Linked DNA regions of Ovis aries: region 1 is linked to region 2. Evidence: chromatin contacts called from public Hi-C data. All regions are on one chromosome and are shown on one strand. The core of a region is the stretch at or near the end of the contact, and the rest is flanking DNA. Distances in the headings are between cores, read along the strand shown.

Evidence for each region. Hi-C and Micro-C count contacts between places; a contact is called where the count stands out from the background.
Region 1: a contact with region 2 is called in a Hi-C map of liver, with 4 times the contacts expected there. The contact joins the enhancer-like site here to the promoter of HIF3A in region 2. A contact is called at or near these places in 3 of 16 Hi-C or Micro-C datasets (hypothalamus, liver and mixed tissues).

What each region holds. Positions count from the first base shown.
Region 1 is chr14:53,399,847-53,406,665 of ARS-UI_Ramb_v3.0, reverse strand. It overlaps LOC114118010 (a long non-coding RNA gene), which reads left to right. Exons shown (of 4, transcript XR_009596224.1): 3 at 4,220-6,819. Among named protein-coding and RNA genes, the nearest start is that of PNMA8A, 23 kb to the left of the region's middle. Within about 2 kb of position 2,020, at least 3 of the 54 cell types and tissues checked have an H3K27ac peak or open chromatin away from gene starts, as enhancers often do. A contact at or near this core is called in liver, where this site is marked.
Region 2 is chr14:53,340,278-53,347,131 of ARS-UI_Ramb_v3.0, reverse strand. It overlaps HIF3A (hypoxia inducible factor 3 subunit alpha), which reads right to left and starts at 5,154. Exons shown (of 15, transcript XM_012190565.3): 1 at 5,099-5,154. The coding sequence starts at 5,124.

The DNA of each region.
Region 1 (6,819 bases), core at 771-3,270, 63 kb before region 2:
AGTATCGTGGGAGACAGAAGCCCTTGTAAAGATGGAGGCATTGATTGGAGACAGGAAATGCCAAGAGAGCAAAACTGAAAGAGAAGAGGAAGAAATCTCCCCTAGAGCCCTGCTGACATCTTGATTTCGAACTTCCAGCCTCCAGAATCGTGAGAGAGTACACTTCAGTTGCTTTAAGCCACCCAATTTGTGGGGATTTGTTACACAGCCTTAGGAAACTCAGGTGGATCTAGATTGGACCTGGATGCCTCTGTAGATACACAGACAAGGACACAGCTGTAGACACGGCTGTAGCTCTAGATAAGGATACAGCTGTCAGTGTGGACATGGATGCACGTGCTTAGATCGAGACCTATAGACAGAGAGAACAAGATCTTGAGGAAACCCTGACCCAGGAGTGGAGCCCCTGGGCTAAGCACGGGGTACTCACTGCCAAAGGGAAGCTGCCGTGCAGTCACAGACACAGCCTCCCACAAACACTCCACCACCAAACTCTCAAGGTTTTCTGGAGAATCCGAGTATCTGAAATGGCTTTCTTTAGTGGCTCCAGCAAGTTTGCTCTCTCTTTTTTTTTTTAAAGTAAGTAACCTAGAGATGAGTTATAGGCTTCCCTAATGGCGCAGTGGGAAAGAATCTGCCTGCCAAGATGGAAACAGCAACCCGCTCCAGTGTTCTTGTATGGGAAATCCCATGGACAGACAGGAGCCTGGTGGGCTACAGTCCATGGGGTCACAAAGAGCTGGATACAACTGAGCGACTGAGCACGCACACACACAGATGGGTTATTTATTATTCTTATTTTTGGCTGTGCTGCGCCTTCGTTGTGCAGCGTGGCGGTGTGCAGGCTTAGCTGCTCTGTGGCGTGTGGGATGTTAGTTCCCCCACCAGGGATTAAACCTGAGTCCCCTGCATTGGAAGGCAGATTCTCAACCACTGGACCACCAGGAAAGTCCCAAGCTTGCTCTTTTCTGTTGCAAGTTTTCTGGATAATCGTTTTTGCCCTCCCACCTCAAGTGTAAAAACAAAACTTGTTCGCAGATGGCCGGAAGCTTTCTGTCTTATCTTTCTCATAGAAATCCTGCTTTGTCTTTATGCCTTGCCAGCAGTCTGCCTCTCCTTTCAATGCTGATAACTGTCTTCAAGTTAGACACAGGGCTTTGGAGCCCAGGAAAGAGGAGGGAAGTAGAAAGGGCTGGGGGAGGAGGGGTGGTCTGGGCCACTAGGGAGAGTGGGGAGAGGAGTGTCCACGATACCATTTTGAGGGTTCAGCAGCCAAGGCCTTTAAACCAAATCCAAAGAGAGAGAAACTGCCCCAAATGAGTCATGCGGCAGATCTGGCAAAGAGGCTAAGAAAACTCCTGTAAACATCCCTTTTGGGACTTCCTAGTGGTCTGTTGGCTAAGACTCCTCACTCCCTATGCAGGGGGCTGGGATTTGTCCCTAGTCAGGGAACTAGATCCCACAAGCCACATAGGAGTTCTCACGCTGCAGCCTAAATGCTACAACTAAGACTTGGTGCAGCTGAGTAAATAAATAATGAATTTTTAAAAAATCCCTGTGTTAATGACAGGAAGACTGAGGTCCAGATAGGAGGGGACATAAAGAAGGGTAAACGTCAAATTCTTTGATTCTGGCTCAGTTAAAATTGGTAGTTGAAATCAAATGATGCAAATTAGAAATACGTGCATCTTATACAAACGATTATTTGAAAAAAAAAAAAAGTGAAATAGAGAAAAGATACTCCCTTGGACTTCCCTGGTGGTCCAGTGGTTAAGAACCCTCCTGTGAATGCAGGGAACATGGGGTCGAGCCGTGGTCCCGGAAGGTTCCATATGCCTCAGGGCAACTGAGCCCACGGGACACAGCTACGAAAGCCCGCCCTGAAGCCCATGCTCTGCAACAAGAGCAGCCACCGCAGTGAGAGGCCTAAGCTCCACAACTGGGGAAAGCCACAGAGAGTCAGTGCAGCCAAATCAAACGAATGAATAGAAAGGGACTCACTTTACCCTGGTGCTGTACTGCCATCTGCTGGAACAGTGTTGTTACAAATATAGAACACGACGGCCCTGGTGGCTCAAACGGTAAAGAATCTGCCTACCAGTGCAGAAGGCCCAGCTTTGATCACTGGGTAGGGACGATCCCCTGGAGAAGGAAATGGCAACCCACTCCAGCATTGTTGCCTGGGAAATCCCATGAATAGCGGATCCTGGCAGACTACAGTCCACGGATCCCAAGGAGTCAGACACACCACATACACATGACCTTTACGGCGCCCCCAGACCTGAAAGAGCTGACAGTCCCAGAAGGCGTTCAGTCGCCCAGTCGTGTTCGACTCTTCTCAAACTGCAGCACGCCAGGCCTCCCTGTCCATCACCAACTCCTGGAGTTCACTCAAACTCACGTCCATCGAGTCCGTGATGCCATCCAGCCATCTCATCCTCTGTCGCCCTCTTCTTCTGCCTTCAGTCTTTCTCAGCAACAGGGTCTTTTCCCAGTCCCCAAAGTTATCTAATGAGAAATCTTGAAAGGACAGATGGTTAACAAAAATGCTTTGAGAACTGCAAAGCCCTGAGGGATTTAGGAGCCTTTATTATCCATGGTAAGATTGCGAACCATCTGTCCTAAATGGAGAAAAAAAAGATTATCCAGGTGGGATGAATTCTTATTTAACTTAAATCTTTATGTATTCTGTGTCCGATAGTCATGAAAATTCAGTTTGTCTATTTTGTTTGTGGCAAAGGGTCAAAAGCTTTCCCCCACACGTTCCACTTTTAGCATTAGCGTGGAAGGTCTTATTACCACCCGTTCAAAGAGCTCGGCCCCTTCCTCGCTGTGTCCTCAGGCAGACTGCTTGCTTGACTCTGTGCCTCGGTTTCCTCATCTGTAAAATGGTGATTCTTGTTGTGAGGAGCCAGTGCGTTCCTGTCTGCAAACGGCCTGACATGCTCAGTATTACTGCAAAATGGTTAAAGGCACAGACCTGAGCCAGCTCTGTGTTCAAATTCCAACTCTGCTGCTTGACGGCTATGTGAGCCGGGACACAGAACTTAATCTCTCTGCCCTTCAATTTGCTTCTCTGTAAAATGGGCATCTGTCCACACAAATGGACTTCTCTATGTAACAGAAACAGACTCACAGGCCTAAAGCACAGCTGTGTGGTTGCCAAGGAGGAAGAAGAGGGGGGAACAGGAGGATTGGGAGTTTGGGGTTAGCTGATGCAAAAACTATTATGTATAGAACGGATAACAAGGTCCTACTGTATAGCGCAGGGAACGAGATTCCATTCTTGTGATAAATCATAATGAAAAAGAATATGAAAAGGAATGTGCATATATATGTCTGAATCATTTTGCCGCACAGCAGAAATTAACACACTGTAAATCAATTACATATTCTTCAATACATTTTTTTAAAGTGTGTCTATTCACAGTGTTGGCATAAGAATTAAATGTTAATACATGTAAAGTACTTAGAGCCAGCCACGTAGCAATTCCTTATGAGTTGCCTGACAAGGTCTTCACTTTATAGACGAGGAAGCAAGTTTGCAAGGATCCTAGTGTTTCCCTTGAAGGCCTTCCGCAGTGCTGGTGGGAGAAACCCCCACAGGTCTGGGCAGACCGCTCTCCAGCCCAGGGTCTCTGCAGGCCAGGCTGGGCGGTGGTCCTCCAGCATCCCTTCCCTGGCTGATTTCTTTCTCCCTATGTCTGCACCCTGCTTCCCTGTTTTTAAAGGGAATGCATTTTTGTTTTTCTAAATATTGGTCTCATGTGTTTTTTGTTGTTGTTGTGGCAAAAAACACATAACATGCAATTTACCAATTAACTTACCGCACTGTAAAATGCATGACTCAAGTGCATTTATGACATCCACAACATTGTGTAACTCATGTCTTTCTAGTTCCATAACATTTCCATCACTCTTAAAAAACCCTCGCACCCGTTAAGCAGTCACTTCCTCTTCTCCCTTCCCTCCAGCTCCCGGCAACCACTAGACTGTATTCTGTCTGTCTCTATGGATTTGCCTCTTCTGGACATTTCTGACCAATGGGATTGTACAATATGTGGCCTTTTGTGTTCAGCTTCTTCCATTAGCATCACGTTTTCAAGGGTTCTGTTGTAGCATGGATCAGAACTTCATCCCCGCCCCTCCGCCCTTTTTTATTTATTTGGCTGCATCAGGTCTTAGTTCTGGTATGTGGTTCTTTCCTTGTGGCGCACAGGCTTCCTAGCTGGCACAGGCTTAGTTGCCCTGTGGCATGTGGGATCTATTTCCTGACCAAGAAAAGAACCCAAGTACCCTGCACTGGAAGGTGGATTCTTAACCACTGGATCACCAGGTAAGTCCCAAACTTCGTTCCTTTGTAAGCCTGAGTTAATATTCTATTCTATGAATAGACCACATTTTTTTTATTCATTTGTTTGACAGGCCTTTGGGTTGTTTGTGTCTTTTGGCTACAGTGAATAATGCTGCTATGATCATTCGTGTACTGGGGTTTTTGTTTGAACCACCTGTTTTCGCTTCCCTTAGGTATACACCTATAGGTAGAATTGCTGTGTGTCGGGACTGTGCCTAGGAATGGCAGTTCTGCTTAACCTTCATTAAATGGTCTAGCATGGTGGCTATGTCGTTTTCCAGTCCCACCACCAAAGGAGGGTTCCTACGTCCCGGTGGCTGCTGTTTTTTTTTTTTTTTTTTTTTTTTAAATATTTACTTATTTGGCTGTGCTGGGTTTCAGTTACAACACTTGGGATCTTTAGTTATGGCATGTAGAATGTAGTTCCCTGAACCAAGGGAGTGTGGCGTCTTAGCCACTGGACCACCAGGGAGGTCCTTGATGCTGGTTTTTATTTATTTTTATTTATTTATTTATTTTGATGCTGGTTTTTAAAATGCAGGCTGAAAAGCATGAGGCCCCTTTGAAGCTGCCCCTTTAGTCATCCTGAGACAGACCCTCACCCCAGCCCTCCTGTCACCCTCCGGCTTCAGCCTCTTCCATCATGTTCATTCCCCAGCTCCTCAAGCTGGCTCCCTCATTCTTTGGGCCCCTAGCCCCATGATCATGTTAACTCTGGATGTAAGCAGATCTGGGGACCGGATCCTGACTCCTTGCTCAGCAGGTGCTCCGGGCCAGTGGTCTGTTCCCTCACCATCACCGTGAAAACACCAGAAAGAAACCAGAGGGACTTTCTCTGGGTGCAGGGAAAAGCATTCTAACTTTGACTCAAAAGCCAGAGGCAATAGCAGAAAAACCAACGCATTTGATTTCTTAAAAATAGGGAATCCCCTGGTGAGTGGTTAGAATTCAGTGCTTTCACTGTCAGGGGCCTGGGTTCAATCCCTGGTCGGGGAACTACTGCAAGCCTCGCAGCCAAAAATTATAAAGCTGAGAGAAAATTATTTCTAATATATATCACAAATCCAGGGCTTCTCTGGTGGCTCAGTGGTAAAGAATCTGCCTGCAATGCAGGAGACACAGGAGAATTGGGTTCGATCCCTGGGTGGGGAAGATCCCCTGGAGGAGGAAATGGCAAGCCACTTATTCTTGCTGGGGAAATCCCATGGACAGAGCAGCCTCGTGGGCTACAGTCTGTGGAGTCACAAAGAGTTGCACACAACTGAGGCCTCACCACCATCATCACAAGGACGGCGTCACACATCTCTCAGGCTAGCAAAGGAATGCTCAAAATTCTCCAAGCCAGGCTTCAGCAGTACGTGAACTGAGAACTTGATGTCTAAGTTGTTCAAGCTGGATTTAGATAAGGAGGAGGAACCAGAGATAAAACTGCCAACATCCACTGGATCACAGAAAAAGAGAGTTCCATAAAAACATCTGCTTTATTGACTATGCCACAGCCTTTGACTTCGTGGATCACAACACATTGTGGAAAACTCTTGAAAAGATGGTAATTCCAGATCACCTGACCTGCCTCCTGAGAAACCTGTATGCAGGTCAAGAAGCAACAGTTAGAACTGGACATGGAACAACAGACTGGTTCTAAATTGGGAAAGGTGTACATCAAGGCAGTATATTGTCACCCTGCTTATTTAACTTATATGCAGAGTACATCATGCGAAATGCTGGGCTGGATGAAGCACAAGCTGGAATCAAGATTGCTGGGAGAAATATCAATAACCTCAGATACGCAGATGATACCACCCTTACGGCAGAAAATAAAGAGGAACAAAAGAGCTTCTTGATGAAAGTGAAAGAGGAGAGTGAAAAAGCTGGCTCAAAATTCAACATTCAGAAATCTAAGATCCTGGCATTTGGTCCCATCACTTCATGGCAAATAGGTGGGGAAACAATGGAAACAGTGACAGACTATTTTCTTGGACTCCAAAACAAAAGACGCTTGCTCCTTGGAAGAAAAGCTATGACAAACCTAGACAGCATATTGAAAAGCAGGGACACTGCTTTGCCAAAAAAGGTCTGTCTAGTCAAAGTTATGGTTTTCCCAGTAGTCATGTACAGATGTGAGAGTTGGACCATAAAAAAAAAGCTGAGCGCCAAATTGATGCTTTTGAACTGTGGTGTTGGAGAAGACTCCTGAGAGTCCCTTGGACAGCAAGGGGATCAAACCAGTTCATCCTAAAGGAAATCAGTCCTGAATATTCACTGGAAGGACTGATGCTGAAGCTGAAGCTCCAGTACTTGGGTCACCAGATGCAAAGACTGATTCATTGGAAAAGACGCTGATGCTGGGAAAGATTACAGGCGGGAGGAGAAGGGGATGACAGAGGATAAGATGGTTGGATGGCATCACTGACTTGGTGGACATGAGTTTGAGCAAACTCTGGGAGCTGGTGATGGACAGGGAA
Region 2 (6,854 bases), core at 3,905-6,404:
CAATTATTCCCATGATCTCCAGTGAGTTGGCTATAAATGGCAACCCACTCCAGTATCCTTGCCTGGAAGACCCCGTGGACATATGAAAAACCATTAATAAGCAGCTATAATTTGCTAAGTATTTATGAGTCTGACATTGCACTAAGTAAGGATTCAGCCTACGTGTACTCATTCAATCCTAAGAAAGCCCTAGGCAGGGACTCCCCTGGTGGTCCAATGGTTAAGAATCCACCTTCCAATGCAGGAGACAAGAGTTTGATCCCTAGGAGGGGAACTAAAATCCCACATGCTATGGGATAAATAAGACCAGAGGCAGCCAAATAAATAACTTTTCTTTTAAAAAAGAAAGCCTAGGCTCTGAAACCTCCATTTCACAAAGGGGAAACTGAGACTGAAAAAGTAAGTCCTTCGCCCCCAGAGTCATAAAGCCATTAACTGGAAGAGTTGGGATCTGAACTCAGGCAGTGAGATTTCATTCTTCTTCATTCTTCTAATTCCTTTCTTATGAATCAACAACCCCCCAACCCCTACCCCCGGCCCGGCCCCTTCCACAACCTCCATGGAAGCAAAACCTGAGAAAGGGAAGCTGACCTTCCTAAAAGCCAGAGGCCATTTCTGGGGCATCAACTGCACACCCAAACAGGAGCCCTGCAGCGCCACCCCCAGGCACAATGGAGGGAGGCGTGTGGTGCCTCCTGTCTCTCTACAGATGGGAAAAATCTCATGCAAGTGGGAGGGAGGCGCAGAAGGGGACAGGCTGGGTGGAGGGGTGGAGGGAGCCAGCAACTGCCCTCATCCCCTCCCTCCTGGCTGGCGGGGGGCAGGGGCCTCCAGTCCTTCTCTGCCCAGAGGACATTCCGTCCTCCTGTCCCGTTCTGTTCCAGCCTTGTTTGTCTTCCTGCCCAGAGGGTGGGGGTGGGCGGGCCTCACTGAGCTGGGGGCCCAGACGGAGGGAACAGGGAATGGGAACAGGGACGGGGGGTAAGGGTGGGGTTGGCCCCCCCACCTCCCGGGCAGCTGGGCTCTACACTCCTCTCTGTGGCCGACTCCTTCTCCCTTCATAGAAGGAGCTAGCTGGTGGCTGCGGCGGGACCCTCCCTCTGGCTTCCAGCCTGCTCTCCGGATATTCTGACAGCAAATGTGGGTGGGCCTCTCCTGGTCTCTGGCCTTTCCCCGTATTTATTTACATATTTTAATTTTATTATTATTATTAAAGTTTTTATTGAATTTGTTACAATGTTGCTTCTGTTTTCTTGTTTTGGGGTTTTTCTTTGGCCCTGAGAAGAAAATGGCAACCCACTCCAGTGTTCTTGCCTGGAGAATCCCAGGGACGGGGGAGCCTTGGTGGGCTGCCGTCTCTGGGGTCGCACAGAGTCGGACACAACTGAAGCGACTTAGCAGCAGCAGCAGAGGCATGTGGGGTCATAGCTCCCTGACCAGGGATGGAACCCCTACCGGCTGCATTGGAAGGCGAAGCCTTAACCACTGAACCACCACGGAAGTCCCTGGCCTTTCTCTTTAAACAGACTTGGGGCTAATTCCTCTGGTTCAGCATTCCAGTCTTGACTCCATGATCTATTAGCTGTGTGACTTTGGACAAGTGGCACGGCCTCTCTGCGCCCAAGAACAGCACAAATACTCATGGGGCTGTTGTGAAGACTAAATGAGTTACTGTATGTCAAGGGCTTAGAATTGAGGCTGGCAATTGGTCAATGCTATATAAAGGTTCAACTCTTTGCGACCCCATGTACTGCAGCAGAATTCTCCAGGCAAGAATACTGGAGTGAGTTGCCACGCCCTTCTCCAGGGGATCTTCCCAACCCAGGGATCGAACCCAGGTCTCCTGCATTGCAGGCTGATTCTTTACTGTCTGAGCCACCAGGGAAGCCCAAGAATACTGGGGTGGGTGGCCTATCCCCTTCCCCAGGGGATCTTCCCAACTCAGGCATCGAACCTGGGTCTCCGGCATTGCAGGCAACTTTTATTATTCCCTCTTTGTCCACATCAGGGATGGAAGGCTTAGGAGGCTCGTAGGCTCTGGAGAAACCTTTGGGCTTCGGTGGTAACCCCATGGTGTGTTGTGTTGTGCGTGTGCAATCACACGTGACTTTTACACAATACTTTGAGAAAAAGACTAAATCATAGTGATACTAATAATAATGATAGCGCTGGTGTATTGAAAACTTATGAGCTTAGAGATCCCATTAACTCCCTTCAACAACCCTGCTGCTGCTGCTGCTGCTAAGTTGCTTCAGTCATGTCCGACTCTGTGCGACCCCATAGACGGCAGCCCACCAGGCTCCTCCATCCCTGGGATTCTCCAGGCAAGAACACTGGAGTGGGCCGCCATTTCCCTCTCCAATGCATGAAAGTGAAAAGTGAAAGTTAAGTCGCTCAGTCATGTCTGACTCTTAGTGACCCCATGGACTGCAGCCCACCAGGTTCCTCCGTCCATGGGAGTTTCCAGGCAAGAGTACTGGAGTGGGGTGCCATTGCCTTCTCCTTCAACAACCCTAAGCACCTGGAAAAGTGATCTCCCTTTTACAGAGTCAGAAACTGAGTCTCCAAGCAATTGCATTATCAGCCCAAGTAACCAAGCTGGTAATCCCAGGACCCTCCACCAATGCGCAGCAGCTATGCTCAACGCTTCTGTGAATCCAATCACGCATTTGCTTTTGCCCAGAATCCTGTCTGACTTGAACAGTTTATTGCCCACCTATGGAGTATTCTGCCTCAAAGGTCTGTCCCATTACCACTCATCATCTAGATCTGGTGCAGAAGATGGGAAGTAGAACCTTCATTTTCCAGGCTATGAAACTGAGGCTCAGAGAGCAGCCTGCTGGCATAAAGCCACACAGCCGGGAAGCTGGTGAGATACGATTTGAACCCTGATTTTGGGGCCTGGGCTTTTAAGTGCCATGCCTTGGTGAGCATGCCACCCAAAGGACCCCTCTCCAGCCCCTCCACCACCCAGTGGACCCCTGTCCTTTCCCCTGCTCCCACCCCTGCTGCCTCCGGATTTCCCCAGCTGGCCCCATGCCCAGCCCTGGTCCAGCCCCTTGGCACTCTGCCCAGGTTGAGACGTGCAGCTGGAGCCCTGCCACCCTTCCTCTGTGTTCCAGCAGAGAACAGGGGGTGGAGCCAGACTGGGAGGCCCCAGGGTAAGGCCTGGGATGGGGACTAGGGCCTGGTGCCCCCCCTACCAGGAGACGGAGAAGCCCACTTCTTCCCTGTCCTGAAGAAATTGCCCCTGAGAGCAAAGGAACGGAGAAAGTGGGGACACTGGCCCCACATTCGGGGCTGCTCCTGGGCCTCTCCTGACAATCAACTGGGTATTGGGGGTCTTGCAAAAAGTATAGAGGATCTGGGGGGCCTTAGGCTGAACCCATGCAAGGATCCTCTTGGCAATGCCCTGAGGTGGCCTGAAAAGGCCAGAGGCAGGGTTTGGGTTGGAGAAGGGACTTGGGGCAGGGGGTTGGGAGAGTCTCTCTACTCCTGACTCTGCGCATTCCCAAGGACCTGGTAATCCAGTGGGGTGCCTGTACCCCAAGTTCTCTGTTCTCTGGGAACCCTCTGACCTAGGAGACACCCAGGGCCAAGTGCCCATCGGGGCTTCCCGAGAATCACCTTTGCCTGGGGTGGGATGGCAGTTAGCCAGAGCTGGAAGAGGGGGAAGGAAGTATGGGGGCCCACTCACCATCACCCAGACCCTCTTTGGCCCAAATGCCATCCTAAGGGTGCAGGAGGGGATGGAGCGTGGCTGGGATCCGGGTGCAAGTTATGAGTGGGTGGTGCGCAGGCTCAGATGACACCAAAGGAAAGGGCTGTCCTTAGATGGGGAGGGGGTGAGCGCCCCCAGCTCAGCCAAGAGGGGCCCCCACCCAGCCAGGAGGGGCTGGGCCAGGGCTGGCCCAGAAAGGGTGGGATAGAGTTTCCCTGGCAGGCCCAGAGCCAGAGACTAGAATAGAATTGGTGGGGGAGTATAGGTGAGGGGGGGAGGGATGTGAAAACATGGGGGTGTAGACAGATCCAATCAGACCTGTGAAGCCAGGGAGGAGGGAAGGGGGTGAGGCTTCCTGGACGCCTCAGATTGGACGGGAGAAATCAAGGGCTTGAGATACTTTCCGGGGTTCCATGCAAACATGGCCAGACAGGACCCCCTGGCTGTGGACCCAGAACACCAGTTCCCTGTGCTGCCCAGCAGGTCTGCACCTGTTGGGAAGGGAACACAGAAACCCACTCCCTGCCCAGGATGACCTAGCTGGCTGCTGCAGCAGGGGGCGCACCCATCACAGCTCGCACTGAAGCAGGCATAGCACCCTCTCTGGGGTCTTCCCAAATAAGGCTTGGGTGCCGCTTCCCACTGTCAAAGGGACTGGGTGGGGTTGGAGGAGTCAGATAAGAGGCTAGACTTTGGGAAGTGGGTCAGGCTGTTTTCCTATTATTAAAGGGATGACCCTACCTTTCACAAGAATACAAGGAAAGCCCTTGGGAAGGGTCCCCCAGGTGGCTCCTGAATCTGCCTATTCCTAGGCAACCCAAGGTTTGGGAAACAGTATCAGGGAGGGTCCAGTTACGGAGGTTCCCTCTTGAATCAATAGCCGACTCCCAATTCCAAGGGATTCCGTTTATCTGGGAAGGCTCAATTCGGGGCCGTCCTGTATCTCCTAGGACCCCAGGGGTCTTGCGTCAAAGAACAGCCTCAATTCTGGGGGCTCGGAGGCCAGAAAAGTTACTTACTCTGAAGAGGGAAAATGCCTCCCGCAGAAGCCTGGGAACTGCTCAAATGCAACCGCCCCAATTCCGTGGGGACCCCGAGTTTCACCCCTAATCAGAAAGGGAAGCGAACCCGGAGCAGCAGGAAACCGGGGATCAAGACCCCGAAGTCGCTCCTGGCTAGAGGGGCGTGGCAGCCTGGACTTGGGGGAAATGCCCCCACCCCTGCTATCCCCTAGGGTGGAGGGTGCGGCGGGGATGTGCCTGCAACCGCCCGTCCGAGGGCACCCTAGGCTTGCACCCGCTCCTTCCCCTCCCGGCTCAGGGGTCGCTGGAAGAAGAGCCCCCAGTTCTCATCACTCCTGCCCGCGAAGCCCAGTACCTTGCGCGCTGTAGTCCCAGCGCCATGACTCGCCAGTCGCAGCTCCGGAGCCCTTCGAGGCCCCTAGCCCCCTCCCCTGCCCCGCGAGCCCCCTCCTCAGCCCCTCCTCCCGCTGCACGGTTGGCTGCCCCGCGCCCTGCCCGCGGCTCTGATTGGCTGATGGGTCAGTCACTTCCAAGAAAGAGGCGGGACCAGAGACCGAGCCTTAGAACGCCAGGCGTGTGTGTGTGCAGGGGGCGGGTACCGAGGAATACACACACACACACCGCCACACCCCTTGCCGCGGACTTCTAGGCAGTGTCACCCGCACGGTGCACAGTCGGCGGGCCTCGCCTTCTGGCCCAGTCTATCCCGCCAAGTTCCGACACCGACACTCTTCTGAACCCACCTAGTTCGCTCTGTCCCTCACACCCCAGCCCCCACCGTCTAACTCCCACCCCCGGCTCACCCCTCCACTTTCTACCCCCAGATGGGCCCCTCCGACTTCCAATCCCACCCCCTCCAGTGGCCAAGCCCTGCCTCCGGAGTCGCCCAGCTCCACCTACTCTGTCTCGTCTTCCCCATCCACCGAGCCCCCCGCTTTTCCTCTTCGCCCCCAACTCCCAACCCCACCCACCCCAGTTCTACAGTCCCTCCCCTTCTGTACCGCACCGTCCCCTCTCAGTTCCCTGCCCCTTCCTTCCACCCGCTCATCCCTCCGTCTCGCCCCCATACCCCCTGGTCCGCGCTCCTCTGGTCTGGCACCCCTCAGTCCCCAACCCCGCCTCCTTGCCTCTTGAACTCTCTTTGCAGGTTCTCTCTGGTGAGTGATTAAGTTTATGTCAGGCAAATTTTCAAAACTCAATCACACCCACTCTTCAGAAGAGCGGAGATGTGGTAGCTTTCTACCAGTGAAATAAGTAAGAAGGTAGACAGGGAGTGTTACAATTGGCTAAAGTGGGTGTTAATCCACCGCAGGTCAATATTCTGGATACAGCTTTGGGCAGAGAAAAGGACACTATAGCAGAAGTCTGTGGATTTTGCCCACCCTAGTATCCCGTTCAGTTTTCTTTTGGGGAACTTCTTCTCTCTTCTTTATTTATTTATTAAATACTTTTACTTATTTATTTATTTGGCCGCACCGGGTCTTAGTTGCAGCACATGGGATCTCTAGTTGCAACATACGAACTCTTAGTTGCAGCATGTAGGATATAGTTCCCTGACCAGAGATCAAACCCAAGCCCACATGCATTGGGAGTGCAGAGGTTCAGCCATTGGACCACCAGGGAAGTCCCTCGGTCTATTTAATTTGAGCAGGACTGGCCGTAACCCTCCCATCACCAGCTCCAGGGACTGGTGATAGGTTGGTTTAGTCACTAAGTCATGTCAGACTCTTGCAACCCCATGGACTGTAGCCCACCAGACTCCTCTGTCCATGGGATTTCCCAGGCAAGAACACTGAAGAGGGTTGCCATTTCCTCCTCCAAGGGATCATCTCAACCCAGGGATCGAACCCAGGTCTCCTGCATTGGCAATTGGATTCTTTACCACTTAGCCACCACGGACTAGACCTAGCCAGTTTATTCTGTTTCTCAGATCACAGTGATTAGTTCAGGGAAGGTATGTGACCTAACCTAGCCTAGTGACAACCAGCCCTGAGACATTTGCTGCAACTATCATGAAAGATGTTCTCTTTCTCCTGGAGTTGCCAAGCTAGTGGGATGTGAACCTGGAGCTTACAGGGCTCTGTTGCCAAGAAAGGCTTTATGAGATGAAT